Linked DNA regions of Mus musculus: region 2 is linked to region 1. A link is a contact called in public HiChIP or PLAC-seq data. All regions are on one chromosome and are shown on one strand. The core of a region is the stretch at or near the end of the contact, and the rest is flanking DNA. Distances in the headings are between cores, read along the strand shown.

Region 1 (5,311 bases), core at 1,523-4,022:
AGATCAGTAGACAGTGGTGAAGCACACAGCCAGTGCCATCCTACATAGGCAGAAGCCTGAGGTGGCAAAGGGAAGAGAGCCTGCCCCACCAACACACGGAATCACCTGAGAACTCCCTTCAGTGCTTACATATGCCTGCAATTTTCTCAAAGCAAAGAAAACTCAAGCATCTAAAGTGACAAGTGGAGGTTGAGAAGCATAAATTGCTTTGCATCTCTTTGTTCCACCTGGCTACTAATATACAATGACGAAAAACTCTGACTGTAACAATCAAACACTTAGAATATTACTTTATGTCAAGATTGGACTTTCCTACTATCTTTCAGATAGCTAACAACTCAATCTAATTGATCCAAGTTCAAGGGGAACACTGACTAAAAGAACTCTAAGACATTATCCTTGATCTCCACCCCTGGCCCACCAATCCCCATCTTTCCACTAACAGGATACCAAACAAATCTACAAGACTTCAGTGTTGAAATTCGCTGGAAACCTGGAGAATCAAAAAAAGCATAGCATAGAGGAGATAGAGAAACTGTCTGAAAACTATTCTTACCTCCTGAACATTGGCCAACTCCAGCAGTTCTCCAAAAACATAAACTCCAGGAGCCTCTAGCACCTGGCTTATGAGAGTGGTGAGGGCTGAGCCACTGGTACCTTTGGCTAATAAAATGAACTGCTCCAAGAGGTTACTTGAGGGTTTCTGTTCACCTGCCATTCTCTGGTCTTGAGATCTGTCCAAAAGGAAAATGGGTCAGTCATCCACTACCTTCTCCTTTCCAAAGTGTGAATTTAAGCTGGTTTAGACACAAGGATACTCTAACTTCAAAATCTCCACAAAAACAACTCCTGAATTGAGATACAATAGCCACTTTGTGAGATGAACAGAATTCAGCCTGGAGTTAAAGATATTCTGTCCTCAATTCTAAAGTACACTTCCCTATCTGTTACCTCAGTAGTATTACCTTTTAAGTCCATAAAGCTGACCAGGACACAAAGGAGTTTATTTATGAATATTGTGTATCTACCTCACTTGCAGGTTTGGGCTAAGAGACAAAGAATGCTACCCATGCACAGAGGCAAATTTTGTGTCATTAGAATCCCACCTGCAGGCAGGCACACGTCAGAAACAGAGTGAAGGCAAGAGCCACACTTCATTTAATCAAAAACTCCACAATGTGATGCTTAGCATATCATACAAGGCACTAGGTTGTAATGTGCCCAGTAATGAAATAAAGCATCATTTAAGCAAAGACTATGGGAAAACTATTTACAAACTTAAGCAGTGACAATTCAAATCTAGAAAATACATTCTGTTTAAGTAGGGAAATACATCTTTGACCTCCTGATGATTCAGACATTTTAACAAACATGACTCCAGAATTTGTACAAAATCTTTGTAACAGGATATAAGGAAAACAGTGCAGATATTGTTTTATAATTAATTTATTTTCTCTATGAGAGCATTTTGACTGCATGTATGAGGGGTGAACATGTGGCCTAAGGAAGCCAGAGAGGGCATCAGATCCCCAGAGACTGGAGTTACAGATGCTTGGAGCCATCATGTGGGTGCCCATGCTCTTAACTGAAGAACCATCTCTCCAATGCAGATACTGTACTGTCATCTTGGAGAATGTTAGGTACAGAAGAGTTCCTCAATTGTATAATATGAATAAAAACTGAGTGTGTATGGACTCTAAAGGAATCCCACGTAAGACCTGTCTTCCAGAAATGATACACACTGAAAGAGTGTGACAAAAATGAAAAAGGGGTGTGTCAGTGAATAAAGAAAAAAAAAAAACATGTCAAAACATGTTTGGTGCAAAAGATACTGTTTTCCTGTGGAGTTATGCACAGCCCCTTCAGGATATTAGGAAAAGAAAGTAGATTGCCTCACTTGGGGTTACTTAAGGAGGTCCTGTCAGAAAAAGAAAAAGTGAAGTACTAGAAAACAAAGAGTTCTGGGAGGGGAGAGGGGGGAGGATAAAGCTGAAGAATGGAAGAAGGAGGGAGAGGAAGAGAAGGAAGAGAAGGAGGAGGAGGAGGAGAGGAGGGGGAGTAGAGGGGGAAGAAAAAAGGAGAAAAAGTCAAGTGAGGAGAAGACAGGAGAGAAGATTAAGTTAGAAAAGGAGGAACAAAGCCGGGTCCCCACCCCAAGCAGACACAACTAAAAAGAATAGATGTGACTCTCAGTCAAGATACTAAGCAGAAGTAGGGTGGGAAGGAGATGTGGATGGGATGGGGAGAAGATCTCAACTTCAAGAGCAAAGCAAGTGGGGATTGAGAGTGGATAGAATAAGATGATCAACGTTTTCTCCTGAAATGGGAGGCTCCTCAAGAAGGCGGATAGGGACAGAGTAGAGATGAATTCCCATCTCGAGAGGACGCTATTCTGATGGATCAAAAAGAGTCAAAGAAGACAGCCTCTACCGGAAGGGGCAGACCGAAGGCAGCCACCGCGTGGAATGTGAGGATCGCCAACTAGAGTGGACGTCAGGACTGGCGGTCTTGCTCGTAGCCACCAGCACAGAGTAAGGAGCCTCCAGGCGTCCTGCAACGGGGGCGGGGCGGTGTGGCCATCGGCTTTCTTGGGAACGCCTGCCTGAGCGAAGCTGGAAGTCCAGCCTAGACTAGCACAGCCTGCCCTCGTGCCCTCCCCTACCTGTCCCCGCCGACTCTCTGTTCTCTTCGCCGATGTCTCGGCCTCCCAGAGCCTGCCTGCAGGTTGTCAAGCTTCCATGATCGGCCCGGCGTCCAGCACTTTTCTGTCTCCGCCGACCCGTCACCGGTGCTGTTCCCCCGGAAGCCTCCCACTGCTGCACTCGAGTTCCGCCTACACAATGTTCCCGCTCTGCTTTCGCCACCTCCCACCTAGATTGAGGCTGAGGAAGGAGAAGAGGGTCCCCTCAGGGTTGCAGCTCCGGAAACGGGAGGCAAAGCAAGTAAAACATGAGGCTTGAGGAGAGGAGTGTGCCCTTGGTGATTCTAGGGTCCAAGTAGTAGCCGTCACCATCACTATCCTGGGCCAAAAACCCACCCCTTTGGCTGAACTTTCCCTACAAGTGTGCCCTCAGGCAACAGCGGCTCCCCTGGGGTTCCGAAAAACAATAAGCCTAATGGCAACACTACTTAGTGAACTATTCTATGTGACCGTTGTCCATATTTATTTTGTCAGGTTCTTATAAAACTATGACCTGTATAAAATATTATCATTTTCCGAGTATGCTAACAACTAAGGCTAACAGTCTAAGTCAGTAAATGGCAATGTTGTAATCCAGGCTCTCTGAAGGCAAAGACGATGTTTTTTGTTTTGTTTTGTTTTTCGAGACAGGGTTTCTCTGTATAGCTCTGGCTGTCCTGGAACTCACTTTGTAGACCAGGCTGGCCTCGAACTCAGAAATCCTCCTGCCTCTGACTCCCGAGTGCTGGGATTGAAGGCGTGCAGCACCACGTCCGGCAGATGAAGGGTTTTTTAAGACTATTATAGTACATTGAAATTAATCATTTCTGGCCAGACAGTAGTGGTGCTCACCTTTGAATCCAGCACTCAGGAGGCAGAGACAGACAGATATGAGTTCAAGGCCAGCCTAGTCTGCAGAGTGAGTTCCAGAACAGCCAAGGCTACACAGGGAAACTCTGTCTCAAAAAAAAAAAAAAAAAAACCTAAAAAAAATAAATTTTTAAAAAATAAAATGGAACTAGAAAGATGGTGCAGCAGTTAAGTAGAACACCTGGGTTCAGTTCCCAGCACACACATAGCAGTTTACAACCCTCCATAACTCCAATTCCAAGGTATCAGACATGGTATTCTTCTGACATCCAAGAAAACCAAGCACACATAAGATGCACATACTCACATGCAAGCTTAACATTCATGCACATAAAATTAAATAAATAAATCTAAACTTTTTTTAATCTGTACTGGGGATGGGAGTAGTGGTGTGGTAAAGCTCTTGCCTAGTCAGCCATAGGAAAGGTTCTGGGTTCAATTCCTAACACAGATACAACAAATAGATTAATTTACATATCAAAAGACACAAGTAGGAGATGAAGACCTACCACACCCTTGGAAAAGATATTTGCAAAGTATGTGTCAGAAAAAGGAATCAGTAAGACTACATAAAGAACTGCAAATCAGGGGACTGGAGAGATGATGGCTCAGTGGTTAAGAGCACTGACTATTCTTCCAAAGGTCCTGAGTTCAATTCCCAGCAACTACATGGTGGCTCACAACCATCTGTAATGAAATCCAATGCCCTCTTCTGGTATGTCTGAAGACATTGACAGTGTAGTCACATATATAAAATAAATAAAATTTTTAAAAATAATTACAGCCGGGCGTGGTGGCGCACGCCTTTAATCCCAGCACTCCAGAGGCAGAGGCAGGCGGATTTCTGAGTTCCAGGACAGTCAGGGCTACACAGAGAAACCCTGTCTCAGAAAAACCAAAAAAAAAAATTACAAATCAGTAGGAAGACAAATGCCTAATTTCAAAAAGTAGGCAAAAGCCTTAAAAAGTCACATTGACACAAAGACCATTCAAGGTTAAGGTGGACAGCATCAGAAAAATAGAAATGCATACTTTAACGAAATACCGTGTTTAGCCAGAATGACTAAAATTATAAAGACTTATGATAAATATGCAGGGTTAACAAGAATGAGCAACAACTAGAACTTTCCAACACAGCAGGCAAAAGCCTCAGTTCCATGATCACTTTGAAAAACTAGCACTATCTACTATCACTGACCATGCATATGTTCTACAAGGCTAACAACTCTTTTCCTAAAATCTGCGCAAAGTGTCCACAAAGGAAGCATACAAGAATGCCCAGTTCAGCCGGGCGCACGCCTTTAATCCCAGCACTTGGGAGGCAGAGGCAGGCGGATTTCTGAGTCCGAGGCCAGCTTGGTCTACAGAGTGAGTTCCAGGACAGCCAGGGCTACACAGAGAAACCCTGTCTTTAAAAACCAAAAAAGAAAAAAGAAAGAAAGAAAAAGAGAAAGAGGAAGAATACCCAACCCAATTCATAACATATCTCATAAGATAAAACTCAGATCCCCATCAACTCTCTCAGAGATGAACTGTGACTATACATACAACTTGCCATTGGAAAAAATGCTACAAACACATGTCAGCTATATGCCGCACATACTGCATAATCACGTATAAGTGAAATCCACATACAAATTCAAATACACATAAAATATCCACATAGCCATAAAGCCAGGAAACAAGTTGATTGCCTGCAGATATGCGGATGTATTATGGTGGAAAAGGGCATACGTGGTAGCTGCTGGGAAGGCTCTGCTT
Region 2 (5,311 bases), core at 1,136-3,635, 400 kb before region 1:
TGAAAAAAAGTAAGACTTAAAGAATACAAGTTAGTATCTGGTTTGGTGGCTCACACCTATAATCCTACCATTTGGGAAGCTGAGGCAGGGGGCTAGCCATGAGTTCAAGTTCAACCTGAGCTACAGAGTGAGAGAAAACTAAATTTATTCTTTTTATTGCCTTTCTCTCCACCTTCCTTCCTCCTCCTCCTTCCTCTTCCTCCTCCTCTTCCTCCTCTTCCTCCTCTTCCTCTTCCTCCTCCTCTGCTTCCTCCTCTTATTCTTCCTTGCCACATGATCTTGACATACATCTTATATGGCCTTGAACTTTCAATCTTCCTGTTTTGGCTTCCTGAGAGATGAGATTATAGGTGCCAACATCATAGATTCCTAGTCTTTTTGAGAAAACTAAACCCAATTCATTTTCTAAAGACTTTCCTAAGCCCCACGGTTCATTTGTAAAGTGACTTCAGTCTTCCTAAAGACATTCTGAAGACTTGTCTTTCTAAAACATGGATGTGTTTACAGAATAAACAGCTTCCTTTTGAGAGTTGTATATGATCTGTCTGTCTAATGTTTAGTCTAAGCATAATTACAAAAATCTGTGCGACTGGTACACTTGGGTTGGGGGCACATATATAATGCTCCAGTGTATCAGTGGGAGAAGAGGATGCTGGGAAGCCTGTGTGCCATGCTGTGGGCATCAAGCACTGCTTTCTGCAGAAGGAAGGGTGAGTGAGCACCACTGTGCTGCTGAAGGGCAGTCAGGCAGATAAGGCAGGTAAAGAAGCTAGGCTTGAGTGAGGGAGAAAGGTCAGACACAAGTTCTGGTGTCATTAGCATCAACTTAGCCTCTTGGAATCAGGGAGGGACTGTTGGTGGAGATGACAGGATGGTGGGCTGCAGCCTCAGGACACCAAGCATGAAGCAAGGAGCAGAGGAAGTAATCTCCATGAGCGGAGAGAACTGGTGACATAAAGGCTTCACAGAGGAGACCTGGGAGTGCTCCCTCTGCCTCTACTTTTTGAATAGTTTAAGGACAACTCGGTGCAGATCTTCTTTGAACATCTGGTAAAATTTTCCTGTGAATCCATCTGGCCCTAGATTTTTCTTTGTAGCTGGAAGTTTTTTGTTGTTTTGTTTTGTTTTTACTGTTTCAATCTTATTTGTTATGGGTCTGTTTAGGTTGTTGACTTCTTTTTGGTTTAATTTTGGTGGTTTGGCTGAATCTAGAAACTCATCCATTTCTAATAGAGTACAGTTTTTTAAAGTATGCCCTTATGAAACTCTGAATTTCTTAGGCATCTGTTGTAATGTTTCCCTGTTCATTTCTGACTCTGTTAATGTGGGCCTTCTTTATTTCTTTTGGCTACTTGGACCAAGGGTCTGTCAATCTTGCTTATCTTCTCAAAGAACCAGCTGTTGGATTCATTGATATCACTGGGGGTGTACCCTGGAAAGTCTATCTTGCCTCTGCTCCTTCACATGCCTCTGTCTCTCTGCTTACTGGCTGCCATGAGACAAGCAGCTCCACTGGGCCACATACTTCTCACATGCCACCCCCCCCCCCAACTATGGGCCAGAAACAACAGAGCTATGTTCCAAGAGCCTCTGAAACCACAAGCCAAAAATATGTCCTTCCTCCCTTCTTTGTCCCAGGGACCTGTCACAGCAATGCCATCTACAAGTGAGAATTCAATCATGGACACAGGTTTTCCAGGTAAGAGCAGCTGGGAGTCACAGAACTCTGTACACAGATACCATCTTACCCTAACTCATATTACCATGGTGTGGCAGGGGCAGGGGAAATAGGTGGAGAGAAAGAGGCCACCAGGATATTTCTCACCCTTGAGTTTTGGGCACAAGCCAAACTCAAGACCACATAAAACAAAAGAGACTCACTGACCTGATCTAAACGGAGTGCGCCATCTACAAAGCGCTGGCGGCGGAGTTGCTTTGCAATGCTGTGCAGGTTCAGGACTGCCTGGTGCACCTCCTCGACGCTGTGCTCTGGAGAAATTGGGGGAAGCTCTTCCTCAGGGATCTTCTCAGTTGGATTTTCGATCATGCTCTGGGCATGGTCGTAGCTCAGTTTGGTGCAAGAACGGATGATAGTGCGGCCAAACCACTCTTCAAGGATCTGCAAAGACAGACTGTACTTAATCTCTCTCTCTCTCCTCTCTCTCTCTCTCTTCTCTCTCTCTCTCTCTCTCTCTCTCTCTCTCTCTCTCTCTCTCTCTCTCTCTCTCTCAACACTGACTGGTGCCACATGGATGAACAAAATGCAGAGGTTGCTGCCTTCTGGCAGTTTAGACTACCAGGCCCTAGCAGAATTCAAGAGACAGCTGAGGTCTACACTCTTCCCCAGCACAAAGCAAGGCCACGTGGAAGACTTGCACTGAATGGCCCATGGGAAGTGTTTCCATTTGTTTGGATGAATGGTCATCAATGTCACAAAGAGGGAAGAGAAGATAGGATAGCTGCCTGAGACACGAGATGGGACTATGACGCCTGGCTGATACCTTTGAGAAAGAAGGAAAGAGAGGAACTCAGCAACTCTCCACACACCGAATCTATGTAACACAGCTTCTATCCTAGATGTATGCAGTGACCCTTGTGATTGATCACCCTCCATGAAAGAAAGAACTATGGCTTTTTAAAAATGACAACAGGGGCACTTGGAGAACAGCAGTTACTGTTCACATTATTTTAAAAAAAATTTTAAAAAAGATTTATTTATTTTTATTAATACAAGTACACTATAGCTGTCTTCAGACACACCAGAAGAGGGCATCGGATCCCATTACAAGTGGTTGTGAGCTATCATGTGGTTGCTGGGAATTCAACTCAGGACCTCCAGAAGAGCAGTCAGTGCTCTTAACCACTGAACCATCTCTCCAATCCCTACTGTTCACTTTTCTTCCTCCTCCTCCTCCTCCTCCTCCTCCTCCTCCTCCTCCTCTTCTTCTTCTTCTTCTTCTTCTTCTTCTTCTTCTTCTTCTTCTTCTTCTTCTTCTCCTTCTCCTCCTCCTCCTTCTTCTCCTTCTCTTTCTCCTTCTCCTTCTTCTTCTTCTCTTTTTCCTTCTCCTTCTTCTTCTCTCCGTCTCCTTCTTCTTCTTTCTTCCTCTTCCCCCCCCCCTCCTCCTCCTCCTCCTCCTCGTCTTCTTCTTCTTCTTCTTCTTCTTCTTCTTCTTCTTCTTCTTCTTCTTCTTCTTCTTCTTCTTCTTCTTCTTCCTCTTCTTCTTCCTCTTCTTCTTCCTCTTCTTCTTCCTCTTCTTCTTCCTCTTCTTCCTCCTCCTCCTCCTCCTCCTCCTCTTCTTCTTCTTCTATATAACAAGTCTGGAATCTGTAATATTAGATTTTTTTTTCTTCAAAATTTCTTAAACTCTACTTTTCGGATTATTCCAAGAATGATCCCTATTGCAAATAGCAAGAGACTCTATGAGATCCTGTCTTCTCTAGCAATCAGGCCTCATACCTGGTACTCACAAGGCCTTGCATGCTATAGGCAAGGACAGCTTCAGAGCCCGTTCCAGGGGTTGGGAAGCAGTTTGGAGACAGATGCAGCTAAAGGTCTCTACAAGAAGCCATCCAAGTGACCAGGCTTGAGATCCGAGCATACCCACAATTCCTGAATGGAGCCTCAGCCTCCTTCATAAGGAAAATGGCTCTGACCTCTTCATTCTTGTGGTCTCAAAGTTTCCCCTGGCCGGGCAGTGGTGACGCATGCCTTTAATCCCAGCAGTTGGGAGGCATAGGCCGGCCTGGTCTACAGAGTGAGTTCCAGGACAGCCAGGACTATACACAGAGAAACCCTGTCTTGAAAAACCAAAAAAAAAAAAAAAAAAAAAAAAAAGTTTTCTCTAGAGACGTAGCTTCTTTCTTTTCTTTTTTTTTTTTCCTTTCCATTTTTTATTAGGTATTTAGCTCATTTACATTTCCAATGCTATACCAAAAGTCCCCCATACCCACCCACCCCCACTCCCCTACCCGCCCACTCCCCCTTTTTGGCCCTGGCGTTCCCCTGTTCTGGGGCATATAAAGTTTGTGTGTCCAATGGGCCTCTCTTTCCAGTGATGGCCGACTAGGCCATCTTTTGATACATATGCAGCTAGAGTCAAGAGCTCCGGGGTACTGGTTAGTTCATAATGTTGATCCACCTATAGGGTTGCAGATCCCTTTAGCTCCTTGGGTACTTTCTCTAGCTCCTCCATTGGGAGCCCTGTGATCCATCCATTAGCTGACTGTGGGCATCCACTTCTGTGTTTGCTAGGCCCCGGCATAGTCTCACAAGAGACAGCTACATCTGGGTCCTTTCGATAAAATCTTGCTAGCGTATGCAATGGTGTCAGCGTTTGGATGCTGATTATGGGGTGGATCCCTGGATAAGGCAGTCTCTACATGGTCCATCCTTTCATCTCAGCTCCAAACTTTGTCTCTGTAACTCCTTCCAAGGGTGTTTTGTTCCCACTTCTAAGGAGGGGCATAGTGTCCACACTAGGTCAAATCTAAATGGATCAAAGAACTTCACATAAAACCAGAGACACTGAAACTTATAGAGGAGAAAGTGGGGAAAAGCCTTGAAGATATGGGCACAGGGGAAAAATTCCTGAACAGAACAGCAATGGCTTGTGCTGTAAGATCGAGAATTGACAAATGGGACCTAATGAAACTCCAAAGTTTCTGCAAGGCAAAAGACACCGTCAATAAGACAAAGAGACCACCAACAGATTGGGAAAGGATCTTTACCTATCCTAAATTAGATAGAGGACTAATATCCAACATATATAAAGAACTCAAGAAGGTGGACTTCAGAAAATCAAATAACCCCATTAAAAAATGGGGCTCAGAACTGAACAAAGAATTCTCACCTGAGGAATACCGAATGGCAGAGAAGCACCTGAAAAAATGTTCAACATCCTTAATCATCAGGGAAATGCAAATCAAAACAACCCTGAGATTCCACCTCACACTAGTCAGAATGTCTAAGATCAAAAATTCAGGTGACAGCAGATGCTGGCGTGGATGTGGAGAAATAGGAACACTCCTCCATTGTTGGTGGGATTGCAGGCTTGTACAACCACTCTGGAAATCCGTCTGGCGGTTCCTCAGAAAATTGGACATAGTACTACCGGAGGATCCAGCAATACCTCTCCTGGGCATATATCCAGAAGATGCCCCAACTGGTAAGAAGGACACATGCTCCACTATGTTCATAGCAGCCTTATTTATAATAGCCAGAAGCTGGAAAGAACCCAGATGCCCCTCAACAGAGGAATGGATACAGAAAATGTGGTACATCTACACAATGGAGTACTACTCAGCTATTAAA

What was found. HiChIP or PLAC-seq counts read pairs in DNA pulled down with a chosen protein or histone mark.
Region 2: an H3K4me3 HiChIP or PLAC-seq map of the SCID.adh cell line shows a contact between it and region 1, with 9 read pairs. The contact joins two enhancer-like sites. A contact is called at or near these places in 9 of 115 datasets of contacts at active chromatin or transcription factors (the SCID.adh cell line, acute myeloid leukemia, bone marrow-derived macrophages and 4 more) and 2 of 9 other capture datasets (adipose tissue and liver).

The regions. Positions count from the first base shown.
Region 1 is chr1:86,584,587-86,589,897 of GRCm38.p6, reverse strand. It overlaps Cops7b (COP9 signalosome subunit 7B), which reads right to left. Exons shown (of 8, transcript NM_172974.3): 2 at 2,663-2,882; 3 at 557-734. The coding sequence starts at 718. Among named protein-coding and RNA genes, the nearest start is that of Cops7b, 4.3 kb to the right of the region's middle. Within about 2 kb of position 2,772, at least 278 of the 459 cell types and tissues checked have an H3K27ac peak or open chromatin away from gene starts, as enhancers often do. A contact at or near this core is called in the SCID.adh cell line, where this site is marked.
Region 2 is chr1:86,986,900-86,992,210 of GRCm38.p6, reverse strand. It overlaps Dis3l2 (DIS3 like 3'-5' exoribonuclease 2), which reads right to left. Exons shown (of 21, transcript NM_153530.2): 13 at 1,886-2,119. Among named protein-coding and RNA genes, the nearest start is that of Gm41909, 61 kb to the right of the region's middle. Within about 2 kb of position 2,385, at least 1 of the 459 cell types and tissues checked has an H3K27ac peak or open chromatin away from gene starts, as enhancers often do. A contact at or near this core is called in the SCID.adh cell line, where this site is marked.